3 separate regions of the Hordeum vulgare genome follow, and all the other regions are linked to region 3. A link is a contact called in public Hi-C data. All regions are on one chromosome and are shown on one strand. Each heading gives the region's core, a stretch centred on a gene start, on an enhancer-like site or on the middle of the called end of the contact. The rest is flanking DNA. Distances are from core to core; before and after follow the strand shown.

Evidence for each region. A called contact is a pair of places that touch in the nucleus more often than the background predicts.
Region 1: a Hi-C map of seedling shows a contact between it and region 3, with 3 times the contacts expected there. The contact joins the promoter of LOC123426368 here to the promoter of LOC123426367 in region 3. A contact is called at or near these places in 1 of 6 Hi-C or Micro-C datasets (seedling) and 1 of 1 datasets of contacts at active chromatin or transcription factors (embryo).
Region 2: a contact with region 3 is called in a Hi-C map of seedling, with 2.2 times the contacts expected there. The contact joins the promoter of LOC123430123 here to the promoter of LOC123426367 in region 3.

Annotation. Positions count from the first base shown.
Region 1 is chr2H:383,497,346-383,500,975 of MorexV3_pseudomolecules_assembly, reverse strand. It overlaps LOC123426368 (U3 small nucleolar RNA-associated protein 6 homolog), which reads left to right and starts at 1,963. Exons shown (of 6, transcript XM_045110179.1): 1 at 1,963-2,549. The coding sequence starts at 2,091.
Region 2 is chr2H:383,315,420-383,319,275 of MorexV3_pseudomolecules_assembly, reverse strand. It overlaps LOC123430123 (dirigent protein 1-like), which reads right to left and starts at 2,158. Exons shown (of 1, transcript XM_045114026.1): 1 at 1,020-2,158. The coding sequence starts at 2,000. The coding sequence ends at 1,311.
Region 3 is chr2H:383,052,122-383,056,000 of MorexV3_pseudomolecules_assembly, reverse strand. It overlaps LOC123426367 (phytosulfokine receptor 2), which reads left to right and starts at 2,480. Exons shown (of 1, transcript XM_045110178.1): 1 at 2,480-3,879. The coding sequence starts at 2,638.

The DNA of each region.
Region 1 (3,630 bases), core at 714-3,213, 450 kb before region 3:
GAGGACGATGAAGGGGATGGACGACAGAGGGGGCGGACCATGGAGGGGGCGAACAACGAGGGGCGGACGACGGAGGGAGCCGAGGGCGAAGGACGCGGCGTCGTCATATGCTATGTCGGTCTTCAAAATCCCTAAAAAAATTGTAAGTGAATTACAGATGCGATGGCGCAATATTGGTGGGGTGATGATGCTACCCAAAAGAGAATGCACTTTGTTTGCCTGGTGGAAAATGTGTGTACCAAAGAAAGAAGGTGGAATGAGGTTCAGAGATATACACAATTTCAATCTTGCTCTATTGGCCAAACAAGCTTGGCGCTTGATAGATAATCCCAAGTCTCTTTGTGCCACAATACTTCGTGCGAAATACTTTCTTGATGGCGACTTGCTTAATGCCACTTTGAAGAAGAAGGAGTCCTATACATGACAAAGCATTATGGAAGGAGTGAATACACTAAAGCTAGGATATGTTTGGCGAGTTGGAGATCGACAAAATATTAATATTTGGTTTGATGCATGGATACCATAGTCCCATCTAGATTGTCGGTGGGTGGGAGGGGCAATCAATTGCTCTCTAAGGTGGCTGATTTGATATCTGATTTGATATTCGACCACAGGTTAATGGATTATACAACTAGTTGAGCAGATTTTTTGGCCGGTGGATGTGATTTGTATCCTCTTTATCCCGCTACCATCATATGATATGACAGATTTTGTTGCTTGGAACCTCACAAAAACTGGAGCCTTTTCGGTTAGGTCGGCTTACTATGCAGTATGGAATGATAAATATTTATCAAGGGCTGCAACATATCGTCCTAGTCCGTGAATATAAACCCAATTTGGGATGTTGTGTGGAAACTGGGTTACCCTGCCAAGGTGGATTTTTTCCTTTGGAGAGCTCTTCATGGTACCCTGCCATGCCGTTGTAACCCTAGCTGATAGACATATGAAGGTAAGTACAAAATGCCCAGCCTGCGAGTTGTCTGAGAGCGTTAAACATATGCTTTTCCAATGTCAGAAAACTAGACAGGTTTGGTTGGGTTTGGGATTTGAAGATGCTATTGAGCATGCTTGTAAAGTGGATCATGTGGGCGAGGCGATGCTTGAATATCTCCTTTGTCTTCATGCAGACGAAACACGTGTCCTTGGGCAAGTTAGATCAGACCATCTCATGGCTGTTGCGGTCTGGTACTTATGGTGGGAAAGAACAAAGTTGGTACACGACGAGCAAACGCAGCAACCTACAAATAATCTCTGCTATCCGAGCTGTGACATACAACTTTTCAGCAGCCTATAAGCCTAAGGCAAAGGTGAAAAGGATCATATGGACTCGCCCTAGTGCTGGCTTTGTAAAACTTAACGTGGATGTTGCTTATGATAGTGATTCACTCCGAGCCATTGTGGGTGCTGTATTACGTGACAGTTCCGGAAAGTTCTTGGCGGCAGGGAACAATAATCTAGGGGTTTGTGTGGATGTTCTCATGGTTGAAGCTACTGCTCTTCGCTTTGGTCTGAATCTTGCCCAGTCATTCGAATGCTCTAGGTTAATCATCAATTCTGATGTAATCGCCGCAATGCAAGATGGTGGTACTTTCTCGGGATTGTGTGCTGCTATTTTCGACGATTGTTATCATATGGCTCGATCTATCACAAATCCACTACAAACAATGTCATAAAGAAGAAAATTATGTAGCACATGAATTGGCGAGGATTGCTAGGTTTTATCCACGTGGTACCTGGTTTGATGAGGCACCTACTGCCATTGCCCCTGTGCTTGTAAATGATGCTATTTTGATTGCCACTTAATAAAGGGGTTTGCATTTTTTGTTGTTGCAAAATGGTGCGAGTAAAAATAAGAAATGGCCTCAAGTGGCTAGCCCACCAAGGGCCCGAAGTTTGACCCAACTTGCGTTGCCTCAGCCCAGCAGCCCGCTCAACAGACACCATCCCCTCTCCCACAGCGACGGCGCGACCACCCCCTCTCACTCTTTTCTCTACCATCCTCGTTGCCGTGGCGGCCCTCCCCTCCCCACCCTCCACGCCGCAACCAAAACCCTAAACCCTAGCATCAGCTCCACCGCGCCAGCGCCGAGATGGCGGACGCGGTGCAGTACCGCCTCGAGCGGATGTCCGATGAGCTCGACGACCTCGAGCGCCGGGGCCTCTTCACCCGCGCCGAGCTCGCCGAGGTCGTGCGCCGCCGCCGCGACTTCGAGTTCCGCCTCCGCCGTCACTCCCCGCGCAAGGCCGACTTCCTCGACTACATCGCCTACCTGCTCCGCGTTGACGCGCTCCGCGACCTGCGCAAGCGCGCCATCATACGCGCCACGCCCAACCCTACCCACTCCGACGAGGACAAGGACACAAACGAGGATGGCAAAAAGAGGAGGAGGAAGAAGAAGAAGTGGGCCAAGTCCATCTCCGACTTCGCGGGAGTCCTCCGCGTCCTCGACGTCTACAGGATGGCCACCGTCAGGTTCAAGGGCGACCTCGACCTCTGGTTCCGCTACCTCGAGTTCTGCCGCCAGAAGGGCCACGGCCGGATGAAGCAGGTACGCATCAAATACTTACCTGGCCACAATAGGGCATCAAATAGTTGTGTCCGCGAGGATCAAAGTTGTCAGCTTTTCTATGTAGAGCTCTTCCTGCAGCAACTAATTCGTGGGAAATTGTAGTATTTAGGACTGCAGCGTGGGCACATACAGTGAGGGGTTATGATTGGGTTTCGTCATGCTTGTTTTTCATCGCTGCTGAGTTGCCCTTGTTCTTGACTTGAAAAGTTAAGGTATTAAGTAGCGGGCTAAATAGTTTAGCGGCGGCCTTCCCAGAAGCTATAATAGCTACAGCGAGCTAGAGGAACCTAAACTATCTAGCGGTTTGTAGAAAAAAACATGTCATATATGGTCTAGAAATCAGGAATTTCACCACATTTAGATGAAACAAGGAGGACGAGACAGAGTCGAAGACGAAGGGGAGAAGCAAGTCCCGCTGCCGAAGATTGAAGTCGCCGCCTTCGCTTCCTCTGATCTGATTCGCCGCCGCTGCCAAGAACTGATGTTGGGTTTGTCCTACCGCTAGAGGTGAGCGAGTAAGTGTGTGTGTTTGTGTGTGTGTGTGTTGGGGGGGGGGGGATGCATGATTTTGTACCATCCTGGGTCGGCGGATTTTGGTCTTCCGCCATCTCCACGCCTATTCCTCCCTGCACCGCCTCGTATGCCATGCGCCCTTCTGCACTTGACTCAGCCTAGCTCGCTGGAAACGGCATATTCGAGCGTTCCTAGTTTGGGCTGCTTTAAGGTTCGTGAGAGTGCAAGCCTGTGTATGGTATCAAACGCGTTTTTCTTGCACCCAGTGGGCCAAATGCCTCCCCAATAGATGGATCTAAGCTGCTAAAAACAACGAACACACTCTTACAACCGGGACCCACTCGTCCAATCCGTCCACGATGCACCAGAGAGCTACATTTCTAGGGAGCTTAGTATATTTAGAGATGTAAATTTGTAAACTCATAAATATTTGTCATGGTGTCAGTGAAGGCCAGAGTCCTATGTGGGCACTCACTGCTAGTTGCAGCCTCAGGTGTAGCAGCCGCAGTATGCAGCCTCCTCAGACCCACAGTCTTTTGGGTGCAGA
Region 2 (3,856 bases), core at 909-3,408, 260 kb before region 3:
GGTTCTAGAGTTGCGAGGACGTTCTTTTTCGGGGATGGGAGAATCGATGTCCGCGTGGTCCGATTTGTCGCATCAGTGTTGTGCTTCGTCGGGCGATTGGCGATCGAGCATCTTCTTTGGACGTTCCATGTTTTTGTCGTGCTGGTTTGCTTGCCGATGGGTCGGCGCCCTTTCATTAGGGCTAGAAGTGGATCGGGTTCCACCCCTCTTCTACAGATGCACATAGACGACGGAGTGCACGTGTTGCTGCTCTTTGCGGGCTTGTCCTTGACCCTGTTGCACTTGATGCAAGAGTTTGTTGGTTCCTCGCTTCCTTCCTCAGCACCTTCGATCCCAACGACTTCATCTCTTCGTGTATGTTGCTCTATGCGTGTAGGTATGGCTCCTCTAAGGCGAGGACTCAGCTGGGGGCGGGGATGAGTATCTCTGATGGTAGTTCGTGCCTAACATCTATTCTAGGTCTAGGGTGAGCTTATCCATCTTTTGATGGCATGGCGTCCATCGAGCCAGGATGAGGGGCAGGGGTCCGCTTCGGAGATGGTTTCCGGGTGGTTGTTTCTGCTCACCTCTCTTGTGTAGATGAGGGCATGCTCCCTCCCTCTGTCGGGTTTCATCTTCTTCAGGGTTTCATCTTCTTCAGGGTTCCGCTCCATGTATGATGCACGTTGCACGGCATGGAGCATCACCGACATCAAGCAGGGCTTTGTTTTTCCATTGTGTTGTAGTGCTTGGTGTAGTTGATGTTTGTAAGCTGTCAAGTAGCCATGTTTTTTTTTCTTTTCTCTATAAGGTGTTGTGTGATATTATTATTGGCCGGTTCATGACTTTGTTAATTCAAAGCCCGCCTTTCTGTCAAGCCTTCGTTCTAAAAAAACACGTCCCTATAGTAATCGAGCTTTGACATATACCAACTAGAAAGAAAAAGGGAAATTATGCGCATTGCATCGCCATTCCTTTAGGTGGACCAAAAGAAGGGAAAGCATTGCAAGATGCTGAAGCTAGCTATTGATGCCATGACAACCAATAAAAACGCCATATATAAAAGTGTGAGAATCGGTTCTTCTAGGTAATAATCAAATGGATGTACGTAGTAGCCAGAAAGTAACCTCTCACGCTCACGCATGGAGATGCGCAATCATGTGCACATCACCAACCCCAACCCGAACAGCGACAAGAAACCACCCACCCCATCATCACCAACCACACCACTACACCGACCAACGCCTCACGCCCAATCAAGATCTATTCCGTTGTATGTATGGACCCCACTCGCACCCACTCAGATTCATGGTGTATCGAAATCGAGCTGCTCACCAAACGCAACCAGCCAGAGCTACAAGGACGGCGGCTACCCACGCGTTGGCCCACCCGTAAGGTACTGCTCCCCTCAGCGCCGCCGCGCCCGATGACGACTTCCCGGTGGCCCCGCCGGCCGTACCGCCGCCGCCCCCGTCGATGGGGGAGACTGGCGCGTTGGCGTCGATGGTGGTGGTGCCGTTGAGGGCGGTGGTGTAGACGTCGAGCTCGATGGTGGCGTCGGCGCCTTTCGAACTGTTGGTCTTCCACAGCACGTACCCCGTCGCCATCCGGAACTTCCCCGTGCCGCCCACCACGGAGAGCTCCCGCGTGGTGGTCATGATGTCGTCGCGGCCGATGACGGCGAGCGTGCTGCCGTTGTAGTCCCCCGTGGTGAGCAGAAAGTTCACGCACATCATCAGCACCATGCCCGACTGCGACGACATCATGTAGAACCCCTGCGCGCGCCCCACGGGCGCCGACGTCGGCGACGAGGTCTCCGTCAGCGCGTCGTCGATGACGGTCGTGTCGCCGAAGGCCATGCCCGGGAAGGCGTTGGACGACGAGGCCGGGCCCTTGATGATCTGCACCGCCGTCGGGTTGCTCCCGGAGACCACGTCGTGGAGGAAGAAGTGGAGATGCGTGTCCGCCGCGCAGGTGGTGAGCAGGAGGAGGGAGAGGAGGACAGCGGCGTGAGGAGCCATGATAGGATAGCGGGTGGATTCTGCTAGTGAGAGTGAAATCTTGGAGCTTGAGGTGGTGGATTAATAGATGGATAAAAGCACGGAGGTTGGTGCAGACTGCACACAAAGGGATGGTGGAATGACTATCGCTAGCTTGGTACTTTAGTTGGTTGTTGTGAAATAGTTAATCAGAATACCATATTAAAGATATTAGTATACGAGCTACTATGAGGATGCTTGATACGTTTTAGTTTCATAACTAAAAGTAATGAGACTAAAACTTGCTAGTCTCACCCATGCTTGGATCCAAAATACTAAATAAAACTAAAATCAAGTTAATGAACATTTATTATCCTCCAAACCCTTCAATCCAGAACTTGCATGAGGAGTTAAATGAGGAGAGAGAAGACTAATGCACATTCTAGTAGGGGTACCCCTGGCTAAAAGATTTTAGCCTTAAGACTAGTTTTAGCCTTTTTTTAGTCAGGGGTGCTTGAAACTTTAACTTCTTAAAGAGACTAGTTTTAGTCAGACTAGTTTTAGTCTCTTGGATCCAAACACCCTTTAAGAGCAACTCTAGCACAATTATCGTAAATGGCTCAGATCCTCCTAATAAATGACAATATGAGATTTTGGATAAAATTGAAACCAAGAGCATCGGCAGCCGGACCGGGGAATGGGCAAACACGGCCCTTATATGTTGTGTGGACACGTTCGCGGACGCATTCGGAAGACTTTCATGTTTTGTTCCTCGCATTCACATCTTCAATTCAGACTTTAAAATCCATGCAAATCATGCACGTCGATTCTGTGTTCTCAATTTCGTCGACAAAAATGAATTTAGGCCGAATTTCAGTCATCCCGACCTCGGGCAACAAATATCTATCGGCTGAAAAGAATTATTTTTGTCAACTTTGACAAATTTTGGTCAAATTTCAATCAAATTTTGATCAAATTTCACCCGAAGTTTTTGAAAATGATCGAAATTCGGCCATCTCGGCCTGGGGCGAGAAGAATTACAACCCGAAAACCAAAACAGCGCGTCGATCACACAAGCCATTGTCACTCGTAAATAACAAATATAGGTATCGTACATAAATAGTGTTACATCAAATTTATTTTAAGTGGACAATTAAACATTTGCTTTTTAGATTTGATTGTGGGTTCACATATGTTTTACAAGATCATTAAGTAGTTACGCGTGCACCTCGTGATCTCGGAGATTCTAATGCATATGCACAAAGTTCATAAGTTGAGATGCATGTGGATTTTTTGGGATTTCAACTTGTTCTTCCGGTGCTTCAAAGTTATTGGTTTGGGCTACATCATCACCCTCGTCCTCGACAATCATATTGTGCAAAATAACACAACATATTATGAGCTGCCACGAAGTTTTTGATTTCCACATCATTACAGCCTCACAAACAATTTCTCCGACAAGCTTGAAGCATTGTGAATGCCCTCTCCACGTCCTTCCTAGTTGCTTCATGCATTGATGCGAAGTGCTTTTATTTTTTGCTCCCTGGTTCGGATATGGTCTTCAAACGCAACCCACTGAGGATAGATGCCATCGGCAAGATAGTATCCCATGTTGTAGTCTCGGTCGTTGACGATATAGTTGAACAGCGGTGATTCCCCATTGCAAAGCCTCCTGAACACCGAAGATTGTTGAAGCGTGTTGATGTAGTTGTTATAACCCATCATTCCAAAGAAAGCATGACAAATCCATAAGTCATGTGATACCATCGCTTCCTGTATGATGATGGCCTTTTTGATGTGACCTTGATACGTTCCTCGCAAACCTTTGGGACGGTTCTTCCAACCCAATGCATGCAATCGATTGATTTGAGCATTCCTCGAAACCATGTGGCCTCTCC
Region 3 (3,879 bases), core at 1,231-3,730:
AACCCAGAAATTAGTTCCCTCTAGTTTTCCATCAGACCTTCAGCATGCTTAACGAAAGTAACTTCATTGTCTTCCCCTAGCAAATATGTTTCTCCAACTACCGCATCTGTGATTAATACATTATTGAAACGGAAGAGGCCTAGCCCCAATGCGGTGTCTTGAACATCTCTAAAAAAATACCTGTCATGGTTTAGGAGTCTTGCAACTTCTTGCCTGGCAACATGACGAAGATGGATCGGGATCGGTCTATTGGATTCAGCAATGGTGAAGTCATCGTTGCAGAGAGGTGGAGTGGCGCTGAGAGCCATATCTGCCCTAACCTTGCGATCAGCTGGTCCTTGCTCGATGGAGACGCCCGATGGCAGGAAAGCAAACGGATTACACGTGAAGTTTGCCATCACCGACGATGGAGGCGGGGAAGGCTCCAAGGTAGCAACGGTGAGGTCAACTAAAGGGGAAGAAACATGAGGAGCTTTGAGTTGCGGAATATGAGAGGAATTTGGTTTTTGTTGCCAAACTACTTTCCCAGAGGATCTCACTTTCCAACAACCAACAACAGAATGACCATACGAGAAACAGAATTGGCATCTCGGTTTTTTTTTGCAAGAGCGATATGAGTGGCCCGATTGTAGACATCTAGGGCAAAAATGGTCATAGTTTGTAGCTGAGATCAGGTTGTTGCAACCAGTAACATTTAAACCGCTGATTTTTACTGGAGATATACTTCTCTGGCTTGAAAACCGGTAGCCAGAACAACCCGCAGCGATATGACCTAGCTCGAAGCAGATAAAGCATCTAGGCCCATTGATACAAGAATTTTTGCAGTGCCCCATACTGAAACACGAAGTGCATGCAAGTTTGAACTTACAAATGACAGAAATAATCTCTGATTTTGAATACCCCACAGAAATCAGTTCACGAATGTCTTCCCATTTGATGTCTGGCATATATGACATAAGTTGACGAGTTCTTCCTTTGAAAAACCTCTTTCACATAGGTGAATCTAACACTTTAAAAGATTTCAATTGAAAAAGTTCGAAAAAGCACCAATTTTAACTGAAGAAAGCTCATCAACATGGCTTTGCGTCTTAGACGAGGGATCCAACTGAGAATCAATGGAATGTGTAATAGGAGGATCTCTATAAGATGATGGAGAAATGTTGGTTTGAGATCCCATCTCCTTAAGATTTTCCTTTGAAAGAGAATTTAGCCATGATTTTGCAGCTCCATTGATCGAACCAGAAGCATTTGTGGACCGACAAGTTGAGCCAGCCGCCACCGGAGGACGTTGATGTCCATGCACGCCATTAGAGATGAAAGCTGGAACATTGCGTAGGTATTTTTGCTTTGCATGGGATCTGCCTCGAGGAGAATTCCAGTTTGGATCTACAATGCGATCAAAAACCGAGGAGGAGATGGGAGTACCTCGAAACAAATGGAAATTAGAGTAGAACTCCGGAGCCGAAAAACCCACCAGAGAGTGAATGAAATGCCCCACACAATTTGATGAAACGGAGAATCTGAATCTGTTATCACTTAAAATTTGAACGTCCAACTTCTTAATATTGCCACCCAGGCAAGAACATAGAGCCATGGCAACAGACTCCACATCCAGACGGAAGGAGGCGAATTTGAATGCCACCACCAAGAAGAAAGCCGAAGAAGAAAGAGATCCATCGAAGTGGACCGGAGATTTGAACCGACAATGCACCTGTGCAGCCACCTTCTGGCCATAGGAGAAATCCCATGCGATGAGAGAATCCATCCTAGTAATCTAGTAGGGAGATCCATGGAGATCACCGGCGATGAGAGTGGCTAGGAGGTGCCGTGGGTGGAGGGGAGGGTGGTGGGAGGAGGAGTCCATTTTTACGCGGATGTCATTGATGATTTTATTTTAAAGAATACTAAAAAAATAATATTGTTTAAATACATATTACGCAATGGGAGTTGAATAGGTTTGGTTTTTTATATATCCAATTATTATGTAAGATACTATAATATATATATTATAAAAAATTCTACGAAATATATATACATTATAATTACTCGTTAGTTAATTTTTTTTATAGTGAGATAGGGCCTTTTTTTACTTTAGCACATGGACTTGGATTTTACCGGCCCGGCCCTCATGGAGGGAATAGTTTGTTTTTTTATAAATCGGGTCATTTCGTATTTGTTTTTTTTCTCTTAATAAAATCTTCAGAGCTCCTCCGTAAAAAGTTAATACGTCAGTGCTCTAGATCGCCCTGTGGAGACCTGAATGCGGTAGTTTTTGATGGGCAGGGCACTGCTGCTGGCTGCTGCCAACCCACGGAACTTCCCAACCCACACACCCCCTCCCGTTTACCAGCTCACGCCCAGAGAAGAGAAAGAAACGGAAACGGAACGGGGACGCAAAGCCTCTCTGCTGTCCCCGAGGACGAGAGGGTGTGTGTGGAAGTGTGGAGTAGAGTGGACTTTGGAGTCTGGCTCGACTCGCGCCTACTCCGCCTCGCATCAGATCACATCACATCACATAATTGCTGCTGCTTCTGCTTCGAACCACTCGAGTCGTTACTCCCCCCTCCACTCCACTCCGCTCCTCCCCCCTCCCCAGATGGTTTCTCTCTGACCTCTTGCAATTGCTAGGCTGAATCCATGGGGAAATGCTGCCTTCTGCCCCTCTTCCTGACCCTGTCCTCGCTTCTCTTGCCGGCCGGGGCGGCGGCGTGCCACCCGGACGACCTCCGCGCGCTGCGGGCCTTCGCCGGGAACCTCACCGCCGGAGGGGACATTCTCCTCCGCGCCGCGTGGTCCGGTCGCGGCGGCTCGTGCTGCGCCTGGGAAGGCGTGGGCTGCGACGGCGTCCGTGGACGCGTCACCAAGCTTCGGCTCCCCGGCCGGGGGCTCGCGGGTCCCTTCCCGGGAGACGCCCTTGCCGGGCTCCCGCGGCTCGCGGAGCTCGACCTCAGCCGCAACGCTCTCTCCGGTGGCGTATCCGCCGTCGCGGGCCTCGCCGGCCTCCGCGCCGCCGACCTCTCCGCGAATCTGCTCGTCGGCTCGATCCCCGACCTCGCCGCGCTCCCGGGTCTGGTTGCCTTCAATGCCAGCAATAACTCCCTCTCCGGCGCGCTCGGGCCCGACCTATGCGCCGGCGCGCCGGCCCTGCGGGTGCTCGACCTCTCCGTCAACCGCCTCACCGGCTCACTCCCCTCGTCCGCCAACCCGCCGCCCTGCGCCGCCACGCTCCAGGAGCTCTTCCTCGGCGCAAACTCCTTCTCCGGCGCCCTCCCTGCCGAGCTCTTCGGCCTCACCGGACTGCACAAGCTCTCCCTCGCCTCCAATGGGCTCGCCGGCCAGGTGACCTCGCGCCTCCGCGAGCTAAAAAACCTCACCCTGCTGGATTTATCCGTCAACCGCTTCTCTGGTCGGCTCCCGGACGTGTTCCGCGACCTAAGGTCGCTAGAGCATTTCACCGCCCACTCCAATGGCTTCTCAGGGTCGCTACCGCCATCGTTGTCGTCCTTGTCATCCCTACGCGACCTCAACCTCCGGAACAACTCCCTGTCCGGTCCAATTACTCATGTCAACTTCTCTGGTATGCCACTGCTTGCTTCTGTTGACCTCGCAACAAACCACCTGAATGGAACACTCCCGGTTAGCTTGGCGGATTGCGGTAACCTCAAGTCACTCAGCCTTGCCAGGAACAAATTGATGGGGCAATTGCCCGAGGATTACGGTCGTCTCAGATCGCTCTCCATGCTCTCCTTGTCCAACAACAGCTTGCACAACATCTCAGGGGCGCTTACCGTGCTGCGCCGGTGTGAAAACCTCACTACACTGATTCTCACCAAGAATTTCGGCGGTGAGGAGCTGCCTGACATTGGCATTGGGGGTTTC